Regions from separate parts of the Dromaius novaehollandiae genome. Here region 2 is linked to region 1. The links are chromatin contacts, called in public Hi-C maps. All regions are on one chromosome and are shown on one strand. Each heading gives the region's core, a stretch centred on a gene start, on an enhancer-like site or on the middle of the called end of the contact. The rest is flanking DNA. Distances are from core to core; before and after follow the strand shown. Region 1 overlaps SEMA3D (semaphorin 3D). Region 2 has its middle 37 kb from the start of SEMA3A.

Region 1 (5,289 bases), core at 731-3,230:
AGCCATAATTTCATCCTGCCAGAGGATAAGAAAGGAATGAACAATGAAGCCACATAGAAGAAGGAGGTGACAGTCACCGTAAATCAATACCCAAGGTTAGCACAGGACATTCTGTAAGAGCGCTGCTTCATTAAAAATAGGAGTCATGATGGGCTGGGATTAAGGGACACAACTAATTTAGCGTCTGTTAGCTTTCTCTGGGGTATCCTGAGGCGGAGCAGGGGCAGCTCCGTTACTTAACACGTTGAAGACTAGAAAGTGAAGGCACAATGGTAAATAGTTACAAGTCACAGGGTGCTGGAGTTGGGGGTCCAGTGGTCTTTTCTGTTGTAGATCTCCCATTATTCTTCCATCCTTTCACTGGTAAATAGGCGAAGCGCTAGTGGGGGCTCTTTGCAGCAGCACATAGCCAACCGCGGCAGCCAGCTGGAGGGCGTCCAAGTGTGGGAGGTGCGCAGCTGTCGAGCCGCTCTAGACTACAATACTGGCAGAGCCACGGACGGACAGATGCTACCGGTGCAACTGCATCGAGCCCTTAGCTCGGAGAGATTGGTCCTGGTTTCACTCAGACATTGTAGGAACTGGGTCTTTGGTAGCGCTTTATGAAACCCAAATGTTTGGGAATCCGCTGCTCCTTCACATCCTTCTTTTCCCCAAGTTCCCCACATGTTGATGTGTAGGATTCACCATCATTAGCGGGAAGTCTGGGCAGAAGGAAAGGGTTTCCCTGTCATGTGGTGACAACCAAAGCTCCCACCTGAGCGTTTCCACCTGGCCCTGCTCTCCCTTCTCTTTGTGGAGTACAGCACCACAAGGAAACACCTATCCTAGACATTTCTCCCTACAGCTACTCATCTTTGGATTCATTAACACCTTTTGTGCTCCTATATTTGCTGCAGCCATAAGAAAGGAACAGAGAGTTTTACTTTGAATGAAGTGTCACTAGCTGTTAAAATTGAGAACTACAGCCCTATGCTGTAGCTTCTGGAGATGGAAAAGTGAACTTTTCTATTCTGTCCGCCTGCTATCGTCTGTGTGAGTGCTTGCGTATTGACCATGAGTTCTCTGGTTTAAACTCAGTGTAGTAAATCAAAACTAGCTTGTGCTCACGTAGCACCTGTTGTCAGAAGATAATCCATTTTCCAGGAATTTGCTGAAATTAGCAAGATTTCATGCTGCCGGTGCCAGTAGGCATGGTTATATACAGTTTACAATTAAGGAAACTAAAGCTGAGGGGCAACCCCATGCTGTCAACTGGCGGCAGGAACCAAATGCTTGGCCACAGAACCAGGCTGCCAGAGCAGTGTCCTAACACAGGCTTTCATAGTAGTTCATTTTTCATCTCTGATTAGTTGATTTTTCATCTCTGATACAGTCAGATCAATGGTAGTACATAGGAATGGATCTGTCTGTCTGTCTATCTGTCTATTTATACATTACTCAAGACTGTTACAGTAGATGCAGTAGGAAGCCAAACGCCCCCCTCTCTGCATGTATTATTTATATATCCATGTGTGTATTGCTTTCTCTAGTGATCTAGAAATGGTCTCTAAAATTATTTAGCAATTACAAAATAGTTACCATAGAATCTTATCTCATATATACACTACACACACACACACACACACACACACACACATCTTTTCTCATGGAGTAGGAGAGGGAATCATGTGCAGATTTTTTACATAAAGAAGCAGTGTGTAGCTTACCCACTGTGAATAAATCTAATTTAGTCATCTTTATGCCTCCCTGATCTTCCTCCTCTGAAGTTGGCTGGAGGGTCAGATGTGCACCCTGGGAAATTTTCCAGAATCTGCGCTGAGTTTCTCTGCTCCCTCCCCCTGTTTAAACTGAGCCCTCCGCCTTGTGCTGAAGTTTTTGTACATTATAACAATACCACCAGCAGTGCTGGTGCTGTATTTAAAGTACTGGCTTTAATGTGGGCTAATCAAGCTGCACTCCAGGTCCGTTCAGTGCTGTTCGGCGCTGCAGCCTCTGCGTGGCAGCAGAACATAGCACGCCCCAAGGTGACAGCTTTCAGCTAGAACAGGATCATTTTCAAAGCAAAGACTGGTGTTAGAAGAAGACACTGGCAGTTAAGGCTCTCATTTCTACTTCCACCTCTGCTATTAATCTTTGTATGGATGTTGGCAAATCACTTACTTTCTGTGTTCTCCAGCTGCAGAAGTATTTGGGTGCCTGGTGCTCCATCCTGGTTGTTTTGTGGGAGTTAGGTTATATCGTAAATCATTTTCAGATCTCGAGATATGTAATTTGCCTGACAGTATTATTGCTCTAAGATGCACCTTATTTTTAACGAGATATTGTGATATATTTTCAGAAGTATTTCCATTTGTAAACCGAAGTGTGGTTCCACATTGACAGATCTCAGCCCTCACTTGAAATCTCATTTTTTTCTTTGCCCGTACATTCTTTCCTATACATTTACTTTTATTTTTTCCCGTAAGTTCATTGTTTTGGCTTTAAGGTCTGTGAAAAAGAAAGAATTGAAGAGCTGTGTTGGGTTGTAGTCTTCTAGTCTTACTGAGTGTTTTTAATCATGTCCCAGTGAGTCAAAGCCATCATCCACTCACTTTTACAAAGCCCAGTTGAAGCAGAATCAGAACAAGTGACTTTAAAAAATCAGTAGGAGGAGGAGGGGGAGGGGGAGTTATTGGAAATGTAGTAGCGCCTCAACGTATCAGATATATACAAGGACCTGAATATATTGGGTGCAGTACAAATAGCTCAAGAAAAACAGCCTCTGCTTCATGAGTTAAAAAATGATTGGGATTTGTGGGCACTGAAAGCCTACCCTGCCATGGAGAATGTAGTCTAGCTTTCTGTGTTTTGGTCTGCTGAGTGGTGGTGTCCTTTCAGCTCTGCAGCTTGTATCTTTTGCCAATGCATGCTGAAATGTTACTGATAGAGATGCTATAATTAGGAGCAGCACTCCAAAACAGGAGGGATCGCACGGTGTCTGCCTGAGGTTCACATACACCATCCGTGCTGGCAACCGAGGGGCAGAATGTGCCGTGTGCCGGCTGTGCCTTTCCTCCAGCTCAACATGGCAGTGACACACTTTCTGCTTTTCCCAGTGAAATTAATGTGTTGTGTTCTTCTTTGACCATGCAGCTAAAGGCTGACGAAAGGATCATTAAAACAGAGCACGGGCTGCTGATCCGCAGCTTGCAAAGGAGGGATGCGGGAGCCTATTACTGCAAAGCCCAGGAGCACACCTTCATCCACACCATTGTGAAGCTGAATTTAAACATCATTGAGAACGGACAGATGGAAAGCACGCAGAAGACTGAGGACGAGGAGGGCCGGGTGAGGGATTTGCTCACCGAGTCACGGCTGAGGTACAAGGATTACATCCAGCTGGTCAGCAGCCCCAGCTTCAGCCTGGACGAGTACTGTGAACAGATGTGGCACCGCGAGAAGCGGCGGCAGCGGAACAAAGGTGGGGCCAAGTGGAAGCACGTGCAGGAGATGAAGAAAAAGCGAAACCGAAGGCACCATGAGCCTGCCCGGCCACCATCTACATAGTCTGGAAATTCTATTTAAAGAAAGGACATTTTCCATGAAAAGAAGAAAAAATACTGTGTTATGGTTTTGTGCATCTTGCGTATGAGTTAATATTGCTTCTTACTGAAATCAGATAACTCACCATCACTATTAATCTGTACAAGATTGTACAGATCACGGGATACAGTACCAAATGAGATGTTCCTTATTGGAGTACCACACACCAGGCAATAATTTCAAATGCATTCATTAAGAACAAAAGATGTACACTTTAGCTAATTTCTGGATAGCCTGAGGCTACATGAGTTGTGTTCTGTACTTCTTCTTACATAATTTTCACATAGGATTTAGTGTCCGTGTTCCCATGTTAATACTTGCTGCCATGTTCCACCCCAGAGGTGGCTATGTTTCAGAGGAGGACAGATGTATTTGTAGTTCTTTGGCATCTTTCTGAACAAGAAGCACTGTAGAAATGTGTGACAGATCTGCAAAATGCCCTCCCCTCCCTTTACCCACTGGGCTTGTATAAAGGCTCGTGGGTGGGGTTTGCTAGCATAGAGAGGCTCAGCAAAAAAATCAAATTAAGTATTGGCTTAGGGACAACATTCATTTTCCCCACAAAAAGCAGAAAGCGTAATCATAGTTTAAAAGAGGGAAATTATAAAGCATTATCCATTAGAGTTTGAGAAGCCATCAGTTTGCAGTCCATCTGCTGAAATGAAATGTTGACTCTAATTGAAACTGCCACCAAGATGCTTGGAAATAAATTTCCTAAGTGATGCGTGGGAGGTATGTGCACAAATCCTATTAACAAATAATGGGATTCCTGCCTGCACCTCTCCTATCTCTCTAAAGGTTTTAATCTGACTGTTTCTCTGGCCCTTTGCTAGCTTCATTTTATGCAGAGGGAAAGAAAAATAAAAGACAACAACAAAGCTAAAAGAAAAGACGATGAGGGAAACATACTTAGTGGCTGAGACCAGTGCTCTTGACACAGAGCAGACATTCCTCAGATGTGTGTATTCTTTGGGATTTTTCTCCCAAAGGTCTTATGTATTTTTAAGTTGAAAAAAAATGCATTGTTGGAATTAATACATTTTATTATAATTAAATAAAACAAAAGATGTCCTTGTGTAAATAAAATGTGTAAGTTAGAAATTTGCTATAGACCATAATTTCATTTGTAAAGTGTTCCTTGTTCCTAGTTTCATATTTTGGTTTTAAGAGTCTAAATCTTTATATATAAGCAGAAACACTGGGCCTCATTCTTACCTGTTTTACATCCATATGATTTCATTGAATTTATTCCTGATTTGCAGCAACAAACACAAGCTCAGAATTAGGCCTACTGTCTCTTCTCACGAGTCGCTACCCCCCCATTCTCTCTTCCATCTAACCTCCCTCCCTTTTGCCTTTCACGCCTTTTTGAGTGTGAAATGACAAATTAGGCACTTCCTCACATGGAAGGGAGCTTTGATGGATACCAAAACGACAGACTTTCCTCGTTTCTCATGCATTCTGCAGATCTCGAGAGCAAAGCCTGTGGGAAACCCGTGTAATTGGTGTGCAACTCATTAAGGCACTGAAAACTTTGGCACTGCAAGTTGTAGGTCGCCCTTAGCCACGCTGGTGTTTGTGTGTGCATTCAGGCCCTGGTCCGTAATTGTGTGGATACAATTTGCATCATTGTTCATTTCCTTTCTGCTGAAAGATACAAATACGGCAATGTGTATGGCGGGTTTCAGGAAGGGATCTCAGCTT
Region 2 (5,289 bases), core at 1,738-4,237, 170 kb after region 1:
GAGATGAGAAATTTTCTCAGAGATGAGAGACCCACAAAAGCAAATGTGTGAACCTGGGAAGAAAGAGGCTAAACAACATGAATGTCACTATTCATTGTTTTGATACCAGGTGCTGATTTTGGTCATCAAAGCTTTAAATAATTTGGGCCATACCTGCCCCAGAGATTAACTCTCTCACTGTCCTTTTTGATAGCAAGAGAGATCAAGGCTTGATTCTTACACTTCATGGCTTGTCTGAAGTTGGGTCATCTTTATATTCTAAATTAATCATTCATAAGCATAATCCGTGTTTTGATTAATTACAAAATAAGAAAAGAACATTGTTGGAATGCTAGTCTACGGTTTTGGTTGAACAGTTCACTCTGAATGCCTGAGGAAAATTAATCTTGATTTAAACTTGAGCGAGATACCAACTTTTGTTCAATATATTATAAGATGGATTAACCTATTAAAAACAGGGACCATAAATATAGTCAATACTGACTTGCACTACAAAAGCATGCGATCAGTCAAGTTTATGATACCAAAATTCCAAAAAAGCTTATTTTTAAAAAATAAGTAAGGCAAAATTCAGGAAATGAAAATCCAGAGAATCAAAATGGAAGCTGCTCAGAGAAGACATGAAATCATTACATATCTCAGAATAATTGTATATGAATGAACTGAAAGGAAACTCAAAAGAATTAAATATCAAAATTATAAGGGCAAGAGTGAGAGATTACATAGCCCAGTTTAAATACTGGAAAGTAATGGTGCTAACATGGAGGAACGTAAGATCTAAAAGGTAAGGTATAAAGGACAATTAAGAAGTCCAAGAGGAAAAATGAAGAAAAACCTGAGGAAATAAAGACAAGGAAATTGTTCTGACAGCTCAGAGATAGTGCACAGTGGAGCAGTGCCTGCTGGGCCTCCAGAGTACAGAGAAGCCAGTCAAAAAGCAGAAGATTGAAGGGAAGATAAATGATTTCTCCGCATCTGTCTTCAACACAGTGGGTACTGGAGAGCCGTCTACATCACAGCTACTCTTTACAGTTAATTTGAGACAGAGATATCAAAAAGAGGTGAAGCAAAGCAAGAATTGACTTTGTTAAGGTAATTCTTCGGGGCTGCAATAAAAATGCAGTACTATAGTGTTCCTGAACTTTTCTCTTTACAGTGGAAACACTGTAGGAAAACACAGGTGATACTTCACTCATTATTATAGGGTGTCTAGATGTGTAGGCCAAGACAGTGAAAATAAGAGAGATTGTTCATTGCTTTTGCTAGATTCCTGGTTTCCACGAGTCCCCAAAGTCCCTCATGCTGTTAGGGATGTAGATGAGCCATCCAGTTCAGGACACTGTTTGTTCTAGGCTCCCTCGATAGTCAATGGTGAGAGAGAAGGTGACCATGATTCAATTGATTTCTTACCTGAACTGCCTGCTGCGTGTGTTTTATTTAGTAGGTTCTAGTTTAAATCCTCTTTCAAATCACAGCCAGCTTTTTCCTTCACTTTGATTTCTTTGTTTTCCTGAAAAATTGTCTCAACCAGCCATAGTCATAAAGGAAATTGATGAGCTGGAAATAGAACAATTGTGACCTTTGAGAGGAGCTAGTTCTTCTTTGACTCCTTTAAAAGCTAAACACTATGCTGGATAGCTGTCAAAATGATTTTTTAGGCTTTCAAAAGTCTTTTCCATGAAATTTTATAGACATCAGTGCAGTTTTGTCCCCCACAAAGTAAGAGGCTAATTGCTGGAATAAATTAAAGTTCAGTTATAGGGTAGGAAACTAAGAGCATAAATGACATTTTCAGCTGGCACTTCTCCCTTAATTTTGTATCCCCCCCCCCCAAAAAAAAAAGACTTTTGTGCTTTTTCCAAGGACATCATTAATCTGTTTCTCTTGATATTATTTGCTGACTAATTCTGTTAAAAATGAGGGAAGTCTTCATGAAAAGTGATGTTTTATTTTGGGTGATGATATTCAGAATTGGCAGAAGAAGATACCTAAATGATGTAAGATTTGTTATTTCTCAGCAGATCTTCCTCTTGAACTCCATCCCTTTTATAACCTGTAGTGAAACTAATATTAATGAATTTTTTCTTTTTTTTTTTTTTTTTTAATGTGAGGAAAGCAGTCACCATTACATGGAGAAACAAGAAGTTTCTGTGTTTTTTTATATAATTTAATTATAGCTAATTACCTGTAAGTATATACAGTTTTTTACTTGCTTATATTGCTATCTACTTCAGTAAATGCTGAGTTTAATTAAAACACAGGCAAACCATTACAACCTTATTAAACTATAATAGCAAGCTTATAGATTCCCCAGATCTAGAGAAAAATGACAATCAGATTTGAGCTGTGTCCTGGTATCCATTTCTCATTTCACTCATTTTCAGCTCTATGTCTATGCAGGTTTCTTTCAGGGTCCTCATAATTTCAATCATTTTAATTAGCATTTGACCATGTCTTTAAGCCACAGTCCAAGTTGCCAGGATTAAGTAGGGATTTCACATACTGGTGAAGGAATTTTAGATGTCTTCATCAACATTTTTGTGTCTCTTGTGGAGTGAGACACCTGCTATCCTTTTGCATGTACATAATTGGGTCAATTTTCTTGGCTAGTGAGGCTGAAAAGAGAGAGAGGTAAATTCTTATCATTAACTTTCTGGTTCTTTACCTTCTTCATGTCTTGCCTTTGCAAATTACCATAAGTACAGAGGATCAGAGCTTGTTCTTTGCAACATCTTTCAACCAGGCACACCTGTGTGATACACAAGAGAAAATGTGCCTATCCATTTGAAATAAGTCAAGGGAACAATTGCACAGCACTGTCTGGATCTGGCCAAGAAGCAACTGCTTTATTATTGCAGCATGTGCTGGATCTTTATTTTCTAAACATCATGCTGAGAGAAGCGCAATAAAACCCTTTCTGCAATCGTTTCTCTCTCCATGGCGCTAAGGGTTCTCTGTTCCATCCCACTCCAAATAACACATGTGAATGCCTTGCCTTTTGTTTTTAAGTTAGGACAGCTCCACAGGGCACATATTAACACACATTAATGAATGGATTATGGGCTTGTCAGAGCTTCCGGTGATGAATTTAGAGCCCATTAAAGAACAGGCATTGATTGCACTGGAGACTGTAGCTCTCTGTTTAATCCCTAGCAGGTGGGCACTGGTGCAAGCTTCACCATCTTGCATCAGCAGTGAACCTCGAACGTGACCTCTCCAGAGGGAGAAGGGTAATTCATTTGCCATGTTTACTTTATCTTTAGCTTCTTTTAGGGGGAGGCTCCTAACTGTGCTGAATTGTTCTAAGTGAAGAGTGGCAGATGTGGGATGTGGCTCATGTTCTTGAAGGATTCTGTAACAGGCACTGTATGCTTGACCTTCAGACAGTTTAAAGTCAAGTCCCCACGGCTAAGAAATGAGTATATATTATGAGCTCTGTTAAATTAACTGTGGCTTTCTTGGTGGATTTTTCACTCCCGGGGCATACAATACAATACATTCTTGCACTATGACTTTAATTTCTGCTTTAATTTCTGTTAGGCAAGAGAGCTGCTCAGTTACTGCAGAGCTTTTACAAAATAACACATAGTGAAAAAGGTGAATGCAGATTAAATCAGGACAAATTTGAAATATATGTGTGCATATATATGTATATTTAGGAGTTATGCAAACACAGCATAGTTTATGGTTTCAGTCATAATACAATCCCAAGTCTTCTTTGGATATAATGCTAGTAATCAAATTTTAAAAAACAATGGAGAGAAAGCCTATTTACCAAAGAAACAAATCAACTGTCTATAGATTGCTGAGGCTCAAAGATGCAGCACAATGTCGTCTTCATGCCAGACACCCTTCCTAATCTCTAGTAGTTATGGGGAGATGTTTTTGCTTTGAGGTTTCTATGGTTAGCTCCCCATCTGGCCCATGCCGCTGAAATGGAGATGGAAAAGGAACGCGGTCCACTACCCTGTAGATAATCTGAAGGCTGTGCTGGAAGATGGAGTACTTGTTAGGGGGTCCCAGTGCCCCAGTATAAAGATTTTTCACAACCTTGCATGGAGAATTAATGCTTTATTATTATCCAGTCACTGAAAAATCACACTTAATTCAACTAGATGAAAGGAAAGTGTGAATAGAAGAATTTCCTCATAAGAGCCAAAATAGATAACACAGTTACAAAAAGACAGAGGTGAAAATGATAGAGGTGAAGGAGTGCAAGAAAAAGTACATTTAAATTACTTTAATCTTATACTAAGTTCAAATCACAATGCTTTTTCTGTCTTTCTCTTTCCCATATTGAGCTAATTTGCTCTTCTTTCATGACAAGGGGTTGCCAGTGTTTCATTCCTTATACATACCATATACTTCACACTACAGCCTTTGGAGATAATTTCTCCATTGAAGAGACTTCATCAGACTGCACCTCTTCTTGCAGAACATTAGCTCTCATGGGCTGTCTTCTTTGAAGTCTTTTAGGAGGTCCAGGCAGACTTAGCCTTTCTTCTAAAAACATTTTTCAGTTCCTCATTAACCAGGAGATAGGCTCTGTAGGCTTCTTAATTAAAAAAAAAAAAAAAAAAAAAAAAAAAGTCCCTTCACTTCCTTAAAGTTGAAGCTTTCTTTTTGTTAGATCAGGTGCTATTGCATTTGATTGTTTTATCAATAACTTTGTGATTCAACAAGGTCTAAAATTCTTTTTTTCTCTTCTTCTTCTCTCCTTGGGGATTTATGGTCACACTTTAATGTGAAATGTCTCTTACAATGGACTTCACATCTGTATCTCTGTGTGCTTTAACAAGCACAGTCAATACAAACCCTTAAATAGAATACACGTATGTAGCTTATTAGGTGGCTCTTGACCTTGACAAGACATGGTGACAATTCACTCTTCCTCCAAGCATACTATCAGTTATACGTTTTGGGTAGTTGATCTAGGTATTTTTTTTTTAGTACTACTTTTTTCTTAATAAAAAGTAGAACCAAAGCAAAAATCTATAGATGTAGGGAGTAAGGAATTGTTTATATGGAATTCACTTTGATCTTTTATGAAAAGAAGTCAAACTGCAATGGGGAGGCATAATGAAATATTGAAGTACCAACCCAAAATATAGACCTTCCTTCCCCTTTTTTCCCCTTCGTGCTTTAGTTAAAACTCCCAGTAGTTTTAGTTATTTAAATGATATTTCCCTCTTGTCTGTAAGCCTGTTCTTTCTATTTGTTCTCTTTTGTCTCTGTGTTTTCCTGACTGAGCTTGTAGCTTAATTTAGATTGAATTCTGTAAATAACATC

What was found. A called contact is a pair of places that touch in the nucleus more often than the background predicts.
Region 2: a contact with region 1 is called in a Hi-C map of liver, with 18 times the contacts expected there. The contact joins two enhancer-like sites. A contact is called at or near these places in 2 of 4 Hi-C or Micro-C datasets (brain and liver).

The regions. Positions count from the first base shown.
Region 1 is chr1:5,910,836-5,916,124 of bDroNov1.hap1, forward strand. It overlaps SEMA3D (semaphorin 3D), which reads left to right. Exons shown (of 18, transcript XM_064504907.1): 18 at 3,136-5,289. The coding sequence ends at 3,549. Among named protein-coding and RNA genes, the nearest start is that of SEMA3D, 140 kb to the left of the region's middle. Within about 2 kb of position 1,981, at least 2 of the 2 cell types and tissues checked have open chromatin away from gene starts, as enhancers often do.
Region 2 is chr1:6,077,939-6,083,227 of bDroNov1.hap1, forward strand. No RefSeq gene overlaps it. Among named protein-coding and RNA genes, the nearest start is that of SEMA3A, 37 kb to the right of the region's middle. Within about 2 kb of position 2,988, at least 1 of the 2 cell types and tissues checked has open chromatin away from gene starts, as enhancers often do.